Linked DNA regions of Sus scrofa: regions 2 and 3 are each linked to region 1. The links are chromatin contacts, called in public Hi-C and HiChIP or PLAC-seq maps. All regions are on one chromosome and are shown on one strand. Each heading gives the region's core, a stretch centred on a gene start, on an enhancer-like site or on the middle of the called end of the contact. The rest is flanking DNA. Distances are from core to core; before and after follow the strand shown.

What was found. A called contact is a pair of places that touch in the nucleus more often than the background predicts. HiChIP or PLAC-seq counts read pairs in DNA pulled down with a chosen protein or histone mark.
Region 2: a Hi-C map of embryonic fibroblasts shows a contact between it and region 1, with 2.5 times the contacts expected there. The contact joins two enhancer-like sites. A contact is called at or near these places in 3 of 47 Hi-C or Micro-C datasets (embryonic fibroblasts and mesenchymal stem cells) and 1 of 2 datasets of contacts at active chromatin or transcription factors (alveolar macrophages).
Region 3: a contact with region 1 is called in an H3K27ac HiChIP or PLAC-seq map of alveolar macrophages. The contact joins two enhancer-like sites. A contact is called at or near these places in 2 of 47 Hi-C or Micro-C datasets (embryonic fibroblasts and mesenchymal stem cells) and 1 of 2 datasets of contacts at active chromatin or transcription factors (alveolar macrophages).

What each region holds. Positions count from the first base shown.
Region 1 is chr6:158,714,872-158,718,782 of Sscrofa11.1, reverse strand. All of the region lies in intron 2 of GLIS1 (zinc finger protein GLIS1), which reads right to left. Among named protein-coding and RNA genes, the nearest start is that of GLIS1, 44 kb to the right of the region's middle. Within about 2 kb of position 1,907, at least 11 of the 83 cell types and tissues checked have an H3K27ac peak or open chromatin away from gene starts, as enhancers often do. A contact at or near this core is called in alveolar macrophages and embryonic fibroblasts, where this site is marked.
Region 2 is chr6:158,534,846-158,538,756 of Sscrofa11.1, reverse strand. No RefSeq gene overlaps it. Among named protein-coding and RNA genes, the nearest start is that of NDC1, 78 kb to the right of the region's middle. Within about 2 kb of position 1,761, at least 40 of the 83 cell types and tissues checked have an H3K27ac peak or open chromatin away from gene starts, as enhancers often do. A contact at or near this core is called in alveolar macrophages and embryonic fibroblasts, where this site is marked.
Region 3 is chr6:158,553,781-158,557,691 of Sscrofa11.1, reverse strand. No RefSeq gene overlaps it. Among named protein-coding and RNA genes, the nearest start is that of NDC1, 97 kb to the right of the region's middle. Within about 2 kb of position 1,626, at least 2 of the 83 cell types and tissues checked have an H3K27ac peak or open chromatin away from gene starts, as enhancers often do. A contact at or near this core is called in alveolar macrophages, where this site is marked.

The DNA of each region.
Region 1 (3,911 bases), core at 658-3,157:
CTAATGATGCAGAGTATTTCTTTATGCGTTTTTGGTCATCTGTATATCTTCTTTGGAGAAATGCCTATTTAAGTCCTTTGCCCATTATTTCCCCCATTTTAGAAAGTTTTATTGAGGATAGTTGATTTACAATGTGATAATTTCTGCTGTACAGAAAAGTGTTTCAGCTACACATATACACACCTTCATCCTTTTTCAAACTCTTTTCCCATATAGAACACCACAGAATATTGCCTTTGTCCATTTCTAATTTAGGTTATTTATTTTTTTCTGTCTTTTTAGGGCTGCACCCGTGGCATATGGAAGTTCCCAGGCTAGGGGTTGAATTGGAGCTGTAGCTGCCGGCCTACACCACAGCCACAGCAACACCAGATGCTGGATCCTTAACCCACTGAGCAAGGCCAGGGATCGAACCGGTGTCCTTATGGTTACTAGTCAGATTCGTTTCTGCTGAGCCATGATGGGAAATCCTATCTTTTTCATTACTGAACTCTAAGATTTCTTAATATATGCTGGATGCAAGTCCCTTATCAGAAACGTGATTGCAAAAGTAAAGTCATTTTTGAGCTGAAACAATAGCAGCTAACATTTACTGGGCCCTGTTTCAAGTGCTTTACACATTATGAGTGTTTTAATCCTGACAATAATTCCATGAGATAGCGTATTATTATTGTTGTTGTTGTTGTTGTTCACATTACAGAGGTGTAAACAGTCACAGAGCAGTATCCTGCTCCAGTCACGCATCTAGGAAGGGGCAAAGGAGAAGCTCTGAGGCATTAAGGGAAGGTCACGGCCCAAGCACCCCCTTTGCTTTGGCTGTGCCCGTGGCATGCCTAAGTTTCTGGGCAAGGGATTGAACCCTGGCCACAGCATTGACCCCGGCTGCTGCAGGGCTGATGCCAGATACTTAACCCAGCACAAGGGAATTCCCTCATGGCCCAATCTTGAGCCATGACACCAACTGGAAAGCTATGCTTCCTGGGACTGATATGGGGCAGAGCAGCCAGGGACCCCGAAAAGGCAACTTAACTCTGGGACAGGAGGCAGAGCCACCAGGCTGAGCCCACCTCACAAGGTTTTCTGTTTCCTTTGCCAAACTTGGGGAATCTGGGTTCAATTTTATTCAGGAAGGATTCAGTTTTCTTCAGCCATGCGTGCTCAAATTGGGTGGAGACTGCAGACCCTGGCTCAGGAACTGACCCACTGCAAATCATGGATGATGTTTGCAGCCATTAGCACCAAAGGGAGCCCAGCCCTTAGCGCATTAGCAAGGGAGCTTCCAGGGCCTTTCTCTGCAGTAGGTCTGGGCAGGAAGGAGGTAGTGCTGGGGGAACAGAGGGCTCAGGGAGAGAAAGTCTTGACCCAGGGGTTGGAGGGTTAGATCTGACTATGCTTGGAAAGAACACCCACTCACACACAGCCAGGTTCCCGCTGCCCTCTGACATCTCGGTTTTGGGCGCCCACCCAGGTTGGACATCAGACGAGCTTTATGCAAGAAGATGGTTCATCAGACATTCTTGTTATGCAACACAAATAGTGGAAGATGAGGAACAACCGAAATATCTGACAGGGGGAGCAAAGCTGAGCAGACTGCACCACAATCCTCATGATGGGCTACAAAAAACAGTTGTGATGACGCATCTAGAATCACAGGAAATGTCTTTGCCACGGTGTTACATGTATCAATGCCCATTACTGTCAATAATTCTCTCGACAACCCCATTGGGAGCCTGAAGCACCTCATCCGAGATGAGGCTGGACTGGCCTTTGGCTTGCGCACCGTTCTCACTCTAAAATCCCAGCAATGAATTTGAAATCACTCCTCACTGAGCACTTACTATGTGCCAGACATTGTGCTAAGCGCGATGTCACACATGGACGGGAACAAGACCAAAGAAAACATTCCTCTGCGGTGGTTTGAGTCATCCGTTCTCTTTTTGGTTTTGCAAAATTTCAAACATGTGATTATGTCATATTCATGCAAAGAAATTCAAAACGCCCGCCTTGGGAATGCAGTGAGGCCTAGGGACGTCACGAGGCAGCTCTTTGGGAACTGTGGTGGCCCAGTGACACCCAGCCCTGGGTCCCCAGGTCCCCAGCATGGAGGCCACTCACAGCTGGTGCTCCAGCCGCCTGGGTGGGGGAGGGGTGGAGCCTCAGGCTACTTCCTCTCTTCCCCCTGGTCCAGGCCCTGATCTGTCAAATGGAGTAACCACTCTGCCCACTGCCTCCCGGGTGCTGGGAGGATGCCAGGTCACACAGTCACTTTACGGCAGGCAGCTCAGGGGTCTGGGGGACCAACATGATGCCTCACAAAGGGGCTGCCCTTCTTAGGGACCCTGTGAGCACCGCTGACAGAGCGCTATTGGCAGTGCTGCCCCCACGAGGGCCTCTTCCACTTGTGAGCTCTGCCTGTTCCACCCTTTCCGTCCTCTGCCCACAGAATCAAGGCTCTACACCCGGGCCTGACAATTCAGAGTCCCCATGTCATGGCCCAAGCCTCCCTTCCTGCTGCCCTTTCTCTCCCTATACTCCACTCCCTTCCCCGGATACACCAGGGGACCTGCTTCCTGGTCCCTCTGCCTGCAATGTCCTTGGACACCAGTGCTCTCGTCACCACTCCAGGCCCTGCTCAATCTCATTTTCTCCAAGAAATTTTCCCAGACACCCTCTCCAACATCTCACATGGTCCTCAACTTGGGGACACAGTGGGGGCTACAGGCTCCTGGGTTCAAATCACAGCCTGGGCTGGGCTAGATACTCCTCTCTCCCAGCCAGTGTGAGCCCTCCTCCCACACCCTACACCCAACATACACACACCCAGTGCACATCCAACATACACACCTAAACACACACACACACCCAGCCTATACCCACTACAGGTGCACATACAGCAAACAGATTCTCAAACACGCTCCTCCAAACACACATGTGCCTTGACCAGATGCACATCCAACATAGTCAACACCCACTGCTACAGCATACACCTGACACACACACACTGCACCCTCAACACACACCCAAACACTCAACCACACTCCCAAACTACTCCCCTAAACACCAGCACAGGCCACGACCACAAATCCCCAAACTCAAACTCCACATATACACGCACACTCACTCAACCCAACCACACACACACACACACATCTACCGGAGGAGTGTGTTTCCAAGTGTGCTCTGGGAGTGTGTGTTGGATGTGGGTGTTGATGCGTAGGGGCACGTGGGTGTGCAATGGGTACATGTCTATCTCTACCACATGCTCCCCAACCACGTCCCCATTATGTGTGAACTTGACTGCACAAACATCTCCATCCCACACCAAAGCCCACACACTCTCCAGTCCCAATCCCAGACATCAGCTCCACAACCACACACATTTCAACCACGCTGCCAACAACCGGCACACATACCACACAGATGTAATCACACAAACGCAAGTAGCCACTGTCTCCTGATCCCCTCCCCACTCTCACAGACCCCCCCTGCCACGCCCAAAGATGGAACCCCCTGGACCCTCCCCTACCCGCTCCCCAGACCTCACCACGCACCCCATTTCCCCTGCTTGGGCAGGCTCTTTGCAGGGGAGCCAGGTGGCAGGGGCACGAGCAGCCGCACCAAGCCTGCCTTTTCAGGTCCCCTGGTGACACTCCTGCCTGCTCTTTATTCTTCCCTTGTTCATTGATGATGAAAATACTTTTAAACCAACCACAAAGATTGTTGTCCTCATCTTTCTTTTTTCTTTTTCTTTCTTTTCTTTTCTTTCTTTTTTTTTTTATAAAAACCAAAACCAACAGATGCATTTGGAGACCTTCTGATTTTCCTCCGGGGTGATTTATGTGACCACAACCAATTCTTGGAGAAGAAAAGCAAACATTTCCCTGGTCTCATAGAAACATTCCCCCACTGCA
Region 2 (3,911 bases), core at 512-3,011, 180 kb after region 1:
CATTAATTATTCCAGATCCTGCACCTTATACCCACTAGCCTCACGGGGTAGAGGAAAAGTATTGCACGCGATCTTTTGACCAAAGGCTATGCCTCTGAGGCATCAGGGACAGGACAGCCCTTGTTAAAGTCAGGAATTTACTCAGGCTAGACTACAGCTTCATAAAATTTTCCATCAGGAATCCAGAAGTCATTGGGTATAATTAATTCCTTACTTGACAGATAGAGAAACTGAGGTCCCAAGAGGGGAGGGGTCTTGCTGAAGCCTTCTTTTGGGTTTTGTTATTGAGGGAGATTGGAATCCTTCAAAGGACGCCTTTAGCAGGCTCAGAGACAGACATGCTGGAGTTGCTACTCATCCTAGTTTATAATAAGATTTTGACAAGTTTCACACAGCTTTTATCAGAAACATACAGAAGCAAAATGACGTAATCTGAGCTTTTTATACACGCATCTCCCCCCAGATAGGCTTATATTGAGCTGAAATTAGATGCTTCCTAAACAGTCATGGTTTCAGAAAGACAAGCCAGTCCCAAACAACTAGAGAAACTGATGAACTCCTGAGAAAGTTCCACCAAGTTCTCCGGAGAATCCCTACAAAGGCCTGCGGGGGAAACTTCAGGCAGCCCGGATCTCTCCACACCCGCGGCCGGGCTCTTCGGCGGGGCCACACTTACCCTTCCCGGCGCGGCGGCGGCGGCTTTGGACGGGCCGTAGTCTCGGGGACTCCGGGGTCGCAGGAGGTCGTGGGCTCGCGGTGGTGCGGGAGGCCGGGGCAGCAGGTCTCGCGGACCCGCATCCCCGCAGCCCCCGCCGCTCACGGCGACCCTGAAGGCCATGTGCGGGCCGAGGCCAGCGGGCCCCCGGCCGGGGCCCGGAGCGCCGGGGGCCTCCTTCGGCCTCTTGTCTGAGTGCGCCTCGGCCACCTCGCAGTGCATGGCGCCGGGGCGGGGCGCGCCGCTGGGGGTCGCGCCTGCTCCTGCGGAGGGGAGAAAGCACAGCCGCGTTAGAATGAACCGAGCGGTGCCCTGGCAGGCCCGGGGCCGAGGTTTGGGCAGGTCACCATCCCTGCGTTTTCTCCTCCTCTTGAAAACGGGTTAACGCCACCACACGCACGCTAACCTGACAGACCTACCTAATTCGCGTAAAGGCCCCTTCCAGGGCGCGGGAACCGCTGGCACGTCCTTCCCCGGCTTGCGAAGGGCCCGGCCCCTCAATCCTTCCCCACCAAGCCCTCTCTGGACGAAGGGGTAAACTGAGGCTCGGAGAAGGGAGGGCGCCCGTGCGCGTCACCCGAGAGACATGGGCCGGGAGGCGGCCAGAGATGCCCCGGGCACGGCTCTGGCGAGGCTGCGGAAACGGCTCCGGATGGGTCACGGGCTGCACGTTTCGTCTCGTGGGCGCTCCGGGACCCGGCTGCGCTCCGGGACGACGGGCGGCGCACCCACCAGCCGGGGTACAGACCCTCCGAGATCCCACCACCACCACCGCCCCCCGAGCCGCGAAAAGAGGAGTCGGAGGATGGGCGCTCACTCCCGCGACGCGAACCCATCACACGCACCCAGATACGCACACTCCCACGCGCAGCTGGGAAAATGAACCGATCGCGCATGAAAACGCGCACAAAGTCGATAGGCCAGGCGCGCCCGCTCCCACGCACACCACACACCCCGCAAATGCACACTCGGGGACACGATGCGCCACACATACTACCCCCATTCACCCGCTCAGACTCTCAGCAACACTAGCTGCCGCACTCCCATACTCCACACGCGCGCGCGCCCGGCGCCCCTCCGCAGAGCCTCGGGCCTTCCATTATCCCTCCCGCAAAAGTGCCCCGGGCCCCCCAAACTCTCCGCTCGCGCTCCTCGCCCCTTCCCCAAGCCCCCCAATTCCACCGTCCCCGGGACACCCTCCTCCGAGGCGGGCCTGGCGCCCGCCCCTTTCCCGAGCCGCCGGCCGCGCCCCCTCTCACCTCGCCCCCTCTCACCTCACCGCGGCCGCTGCAGCTCGCTCGCGGGGCGCACGACTCGGCGCGCCTCCACCGGCGCCGCAGCCCCCACAGCCGCCGCGTCCAGCGGGGCGGCTCCCCGGGCGGGGGCGGGGCCGAGGCTTGCCTGACAGCCGCTCCAGCCAATGGCTTGCTGCGGCCGCCTCGCCGACACCAATCGCGGCGCGAGGGCCGGGCCTTCGCGCCTGGGGGCGAGGGCCAGCCGGGCGTGAGGCAGGGCGGAGAGTTTGACAGGCGGCGGTCGGCGGCACCCGGTGCCGCCCGGCCCCCTCCTCTGGCTGCCGCTCAGGGCAGGCCCGCGGGGCGGCGCGGCCAGCGGGAGGGCTCGGTCGTCCGGGCTGGGCCGGCCGGGGCGATGGGGCGCATTGGGTGTCAGGAAAGCCGGCCTCGACCTGCCTCATCTCCGCCTTTCCCAGCAGCTGAGGCAGGAGCCTTCCACCGTCCAGGGTCAGTTTTGCCCGGGTCAGATGTGAGCAGCCAAGCCTGCTAACGTGGAGGCCGTGGATGTGAAAGTGTTTGCAACGTCTTCCTGCAGACGCCGACCCGCTCATTCCAGAGCTCTCACAGATTTCCCAGCGGGTCAGCAGCAAAGGTGGGACCCGAAGCCAGAGCTCGCAGACCACTTTTGTTTTGACGGTGTGTTTTTCACCAAAAAGAAACCAGGCTAGAGGGTCTCATTTGGAAGCGAAAAGATAAAAATAGATAACCTGGCTCCCAACCAGAAAATACCCCAATTGAATCTGTGACTCTGTCTGGGGGAAGGACCCCAGCACCTCAATTTTTAGCGAGCCCCCAGGAGGTCCTTACAGCCCTGGGCCTTGAGACCCCCTCCTCTAAGTTCCTCCAGGGCCTGGCACCTGCTTCCCCTGGGTTCCCTGGCTCCCCTCACAGACAGCGGTTCCCAGCGAGCCCTGCCCCATGTGTAGAAAGAACACTGGAGGAAGAAGAAGACTTGAGGGTGATTGGAAGCAGTGGCTGAGTTCCCTTCTCTGGACCTCAGTTTCTTCCGGTATCAAATGGGGTCATTCACTCAGGCCGCCTCTATCTGCCAAGGCAGGTTCCAGCCAGACCCCTGAGAGGGTGTCTACTTTTCATGTTGGCCTGCCCCACTCTGCATTCTTGACTGGTGATCTGGGCCCCACCAAGGGCCCTGCCTGACTCCACACTCTTTGAAGAGAGGGGTCAGGTCTCTTTGGCCTTGGTCTCAAAAGGAAAAATATGATGGGGCAGCAGGTCAGGTCTCACAGCACAGGATTCTACACAGAGGAAGAAACTTCAGGCAGCACTCTCAGATCCTTGGAAAACTGGGATTTTATTTATTATGTACTTATTTATTTATTTTTGCTTTGGGGGGCTGCACCCACAGCATATGAAGGTTCCAAGGCTAGGGGTCAAATCGGAGCTGTAGCCTCTGGCCTACACCACAGCAACGCCAGATCCCAGCCATATCTGTGACCTACACCACAGCTCATGGCAATGCCAGATCCTTAACCCACTGAGCCAGGGATAGAACCTGAATCCTCATGGATACCAGTCAGATTCGTTTCTGCTGCTCCAAGACGGGAACTCCAGAAAACTGGGATTTTAGAATCACAGAATCCTAAAATTTGATGCACTATATTTGATTAAATGTAGCATCTTACACTTAGAGAGCTGTACTGGTAGAAGGGACCTTAGAGCTTTAGTTAGATCCACCCCCAGGTGCAGAGAAGAGAGAATGTGACTGGCCCACAGCAATATGGTGAGGTATGGCAGAGCTGGCACAGGAATCCAGGTGTCCTGACTCCCAGTCCAGAGCTCTTCCTCCCGCCGTGATGCCTCCTCCAATAGGTATAGGATGTCTGCCAGTCCTACCCATGACACACAGGCCAAGGGTCATGGGCTGCATAGGATAGCCCTTG
Region 3 (3,911 bases), core at 377-2,876, 160 kb after region 1:
AAATTATTTTTAGAATGTTTCTAACACAACTCCCCAAAATAGTAATAATAGCAACCAACAGGACTTGACAAATGACCAAAAGAAAAGCAATGAAGGAAATGATAAAAGAAAATCTTAGAATTAAGACTACATAAACATTTTAAAATTTTTATTTCAAAATCATCAAAAAAAAAAAAGTGCTTATCCTACTGTGCTACATAGTATCCAACCTCTTGTAATAGTATCCGGTGGAAGATGATATGAGAAAAAGAATGAATATACATATATATATATATATATATATATATATATATAAAACCAGATCACTTTGATGTACAGCAGAAATTAACACAACACTGTAAATCAACTATAATAAAAAATTTTTTTTTCTTTCCTTTTTAGGGCTGCACCTGAGTTATATGGAAGTTCCTGGGCTGGGGTTCAAATCAGAGCTGCAGCTGCCAACCTACACCACAGCCACAGCAACACAAGATCTGAGCCACATCTGTGACCTACGCCACAGCTCACAGCAACACCAAATCCTTAACTCACCAAGCAAGGCCAGGGATCAAACCCGCATCCTCATGGACACTCTTATCAGACGATGAACTCTCTGAGCCACATCAGGAACTCCTTTAATAAACAAATTTTTAAAAAACTTCTTTAAACAGCAGACTCAAAATATCATTGGCAAAAGGAGTTCCCGTCGTGACCTAGCGGAAATGAATCCAAATAGGAACCATGAGGTTTCGGGTTCGATCCCTGGCCTCACTCAGCGGGTGAAGGATCCAGCGTTGCCGTGAGCTGTGGTATAGATCAAAGATGTGGCTCGGATCTGGCGTTGCTGTGGCTGTAGTGTAGGCTGGCAGCTACAGCTCCAATTTGACTTCTAGCCTGGGAACCTCCATATGCCTCGGGTACAGCCCTAAAAGGACCAAAAAAATTACTGGCAATAAATATGAACAAAATATTAATACTCTTAATTTATTGAACACTTTAAGATATGTAAAGTTTTAAAATTTTTAAGTCGGAGTTCCCGTCATGGCTCAGCAGAAACGAATCTGACTAGCATCCATGAGGACGCTGGTTCCATCCCTGGCCTTGCTCAGTGGGTTAAGGATCTGGCATTGCCGGGAGCTGCGGTGTAGGTCACAGATGCAGCTCAGATCCCATGTTGCTGTGGCTGTGGTGTAGGCCAGCAGCTACAGCTCCGATTTGACCCCTAGCCTGGAGCCTCCATATGCTATGAGTGCGGCCCTTAAAAAAAAAAGACCAATAAATAAATAAATAAAATGTATAAGTAAAATACTCAGACCCCAACACAAACACTAACTTGCAAAAGAGGAGCTATGAACTGTGAATAAATACACAGTATATGCTGCCACACTAACAATCGAATAAATGTAAAATGAAACAGTAACCAGATGTCACTTCCACTTTTAAATTTGGAAATTACTTTGGAAACAGTGGTGAAAATACAGGGAAGTAAGTTTCCAGAAGACACTGCCCGCAGTTGTGAAAATTTGTGCAACCCTCTAAAAAGCTATTTGGTAATATGTGTGTCAAATGTTACTAGCCTTTGGCTCAGTAATTTCCAATTCTGGGAATCTATCCCAAGAAAACAATCAGAGATGCAAATGAAGATTATTGCATAAAGAGAGTCACTGCACAAATGAAAACAGACTCACGGATGTAGAGAACAGACTTGTGGTTGCCAAGAGGGAGGGGAAAGAAGAGGAATGGATGGGAAGTTGGGGCTAACAGACGTAAACTATTACATTTAGAATGGACACGTAATGAGGTTCTACTGTACAGCACAAGGAACTATACCAATCTTTTGGGATAGAATATGATGGACGATAGTATAAGAAAAAGTGTGTGTGTGTGTGTGTGTGTGTGTGTGTGTGTGTGTGTGTATGACTGGATCACTACCAGCAGAAATTGACACAACACTGTAAATCCACTAAACTCCAATAAAAAAATTAATTTTTATCTTTTTTGTTGTTTTGCCTTTTTAGGGTCATACCCGCGGCATATGGAAGTTCCCAGGCTAGAGGTCGAATTGGAGCTGAAGCCACTGGCCTACAGCCACAACAATGAGGGATCTAAGCCACGTCTGTGACCTACATCACAGCTCACAGCAACGCCAGATCCTTAACCCACTGAGCAAGGCCAGGGATAGGACCCACATCCTCATGGATACTAGTCAGGTTCATTAACTGCTGAGCCACAACAGGAACTCCTAAAAAAAAAATTTTTTTTTTTTTTTTTTGTCTTCGTAGGGCTGCACCCACGGCATAAAGAGGTTCCCAGACTAGGGGGTCAAATTGGAGCTATAGGCGCCAGCCTATACCACAGCCACAGCAACGCCAGATCTGAGCCACGTCTGTGACCCACACCACAGCTCACGGCAACGCCGGATCCTTAACCCACTGACTGAGACCAGGGATTGAACCTGCAACCTCGTGGATGCTAATCAGATTCGTTTCCACTGAACCATGACAGGAACTCCTGGAACTCCTAAAAAAATTTTTTAAAAGACCTGAGCCCATCCACCATGGCACAGTTTCTGAAATCCAATCATCCAACCTTGGGTGTGACAGGAGTGGGTCAATGGGAAGGGGGCAATGGATGTGTCTGTAGTTCAAATACATACATACATACATACATACATACACACATACACCATTTAAAAAAAAAAAGATAGTCACTGCATCATCATACTAAGGGAAAAGGTGAAAAATTCTAAGCATTATCCACATGCAAGTTTTATATATATATACACATATTTATATACGCATCAACTATATCTAAGAGGTCAGACCAAAATATGGGGGAATGGGGATGGAAGTGTTACTAGTTGCCTCCAGCAAAGGGAGCAGGGAGAAAAGAGAAGAGGAAGGCTCTTCCTAAGAATTCTGAGTCTTCTGAATTTTGAACCATTTTAATGTATCGCCTATTCAAAATAATTTAACAAATGTAATTAAATGCAATATATTATCAAGTATTTACAAAGAATTTTAACAGAATGGAAAAGATATATTGTTAGAATCTTAAGTTTAAAAACAAGTTGAATTGGAGGTCCTGTCCTGGTCCAGCGGTTAATGAATCTGACTAGTATCCATGAGGATGCAGGTTCAATCCCTGGCCTCACTCAGTAGGTTAAGGATCCAGCGTTGCCATAAGCTGTGGTGTAGGTCACATACTTGGCTCCGATCTGGCATTGCTGTGACTGTGGTGTAGGCTGGCAGCTACAGCTCCAACTAAACCCCTAGTCTGGGAATCTCCATATGCCTCCTTAAAAAAAAAAAAAAAAAAGTGGAACTCCCTTGTGGCACAGAAGGTTAGATTTTGGGCACTGTCACTGCAGCGTAACAGGTTGCTGCTATGGTGAGGGTTCAACTGGGAATTTCCACATGCCTCAGGCACAGCCATTAAAAAAAAAAAAAAAGTACACAGGACTTTATATTCAGAATGATCCAAATAATAACAAAAAACATTAATATACAGATAAGCAAAGAAAAAGGACTGAAAAGAAATATACTAAAATGTAAATGGTGATCATTGCTGGGAGTGAGACTATGAGCAAATATTATTCCCATATTTAAATGGTTTGTTTTGTTTTTATTTTTTGGGAAGGTGAGTCCACAGCATGTGGAATCTCCCAGGCCAGAGATCAAACCTGAGCCAGACCACAGCAATGAAAACGCCAGATCCTTTCATTGCTAGGCCACCAGAGAACTCCTAAATGTTTTTAAGTTTCAAATTTTTCTACAATAAGTATATAGTACTGACATAAGCGGGAAAATAAAAGATTATTAAATTACATAAATCAACTACACTTTAATTAAAAATTAAAATTTACATGATTTACAGCTGTGGCCACAGCAACACCAGATCCTTAACGCTGGATCCTTAACCCACTGAGCAAG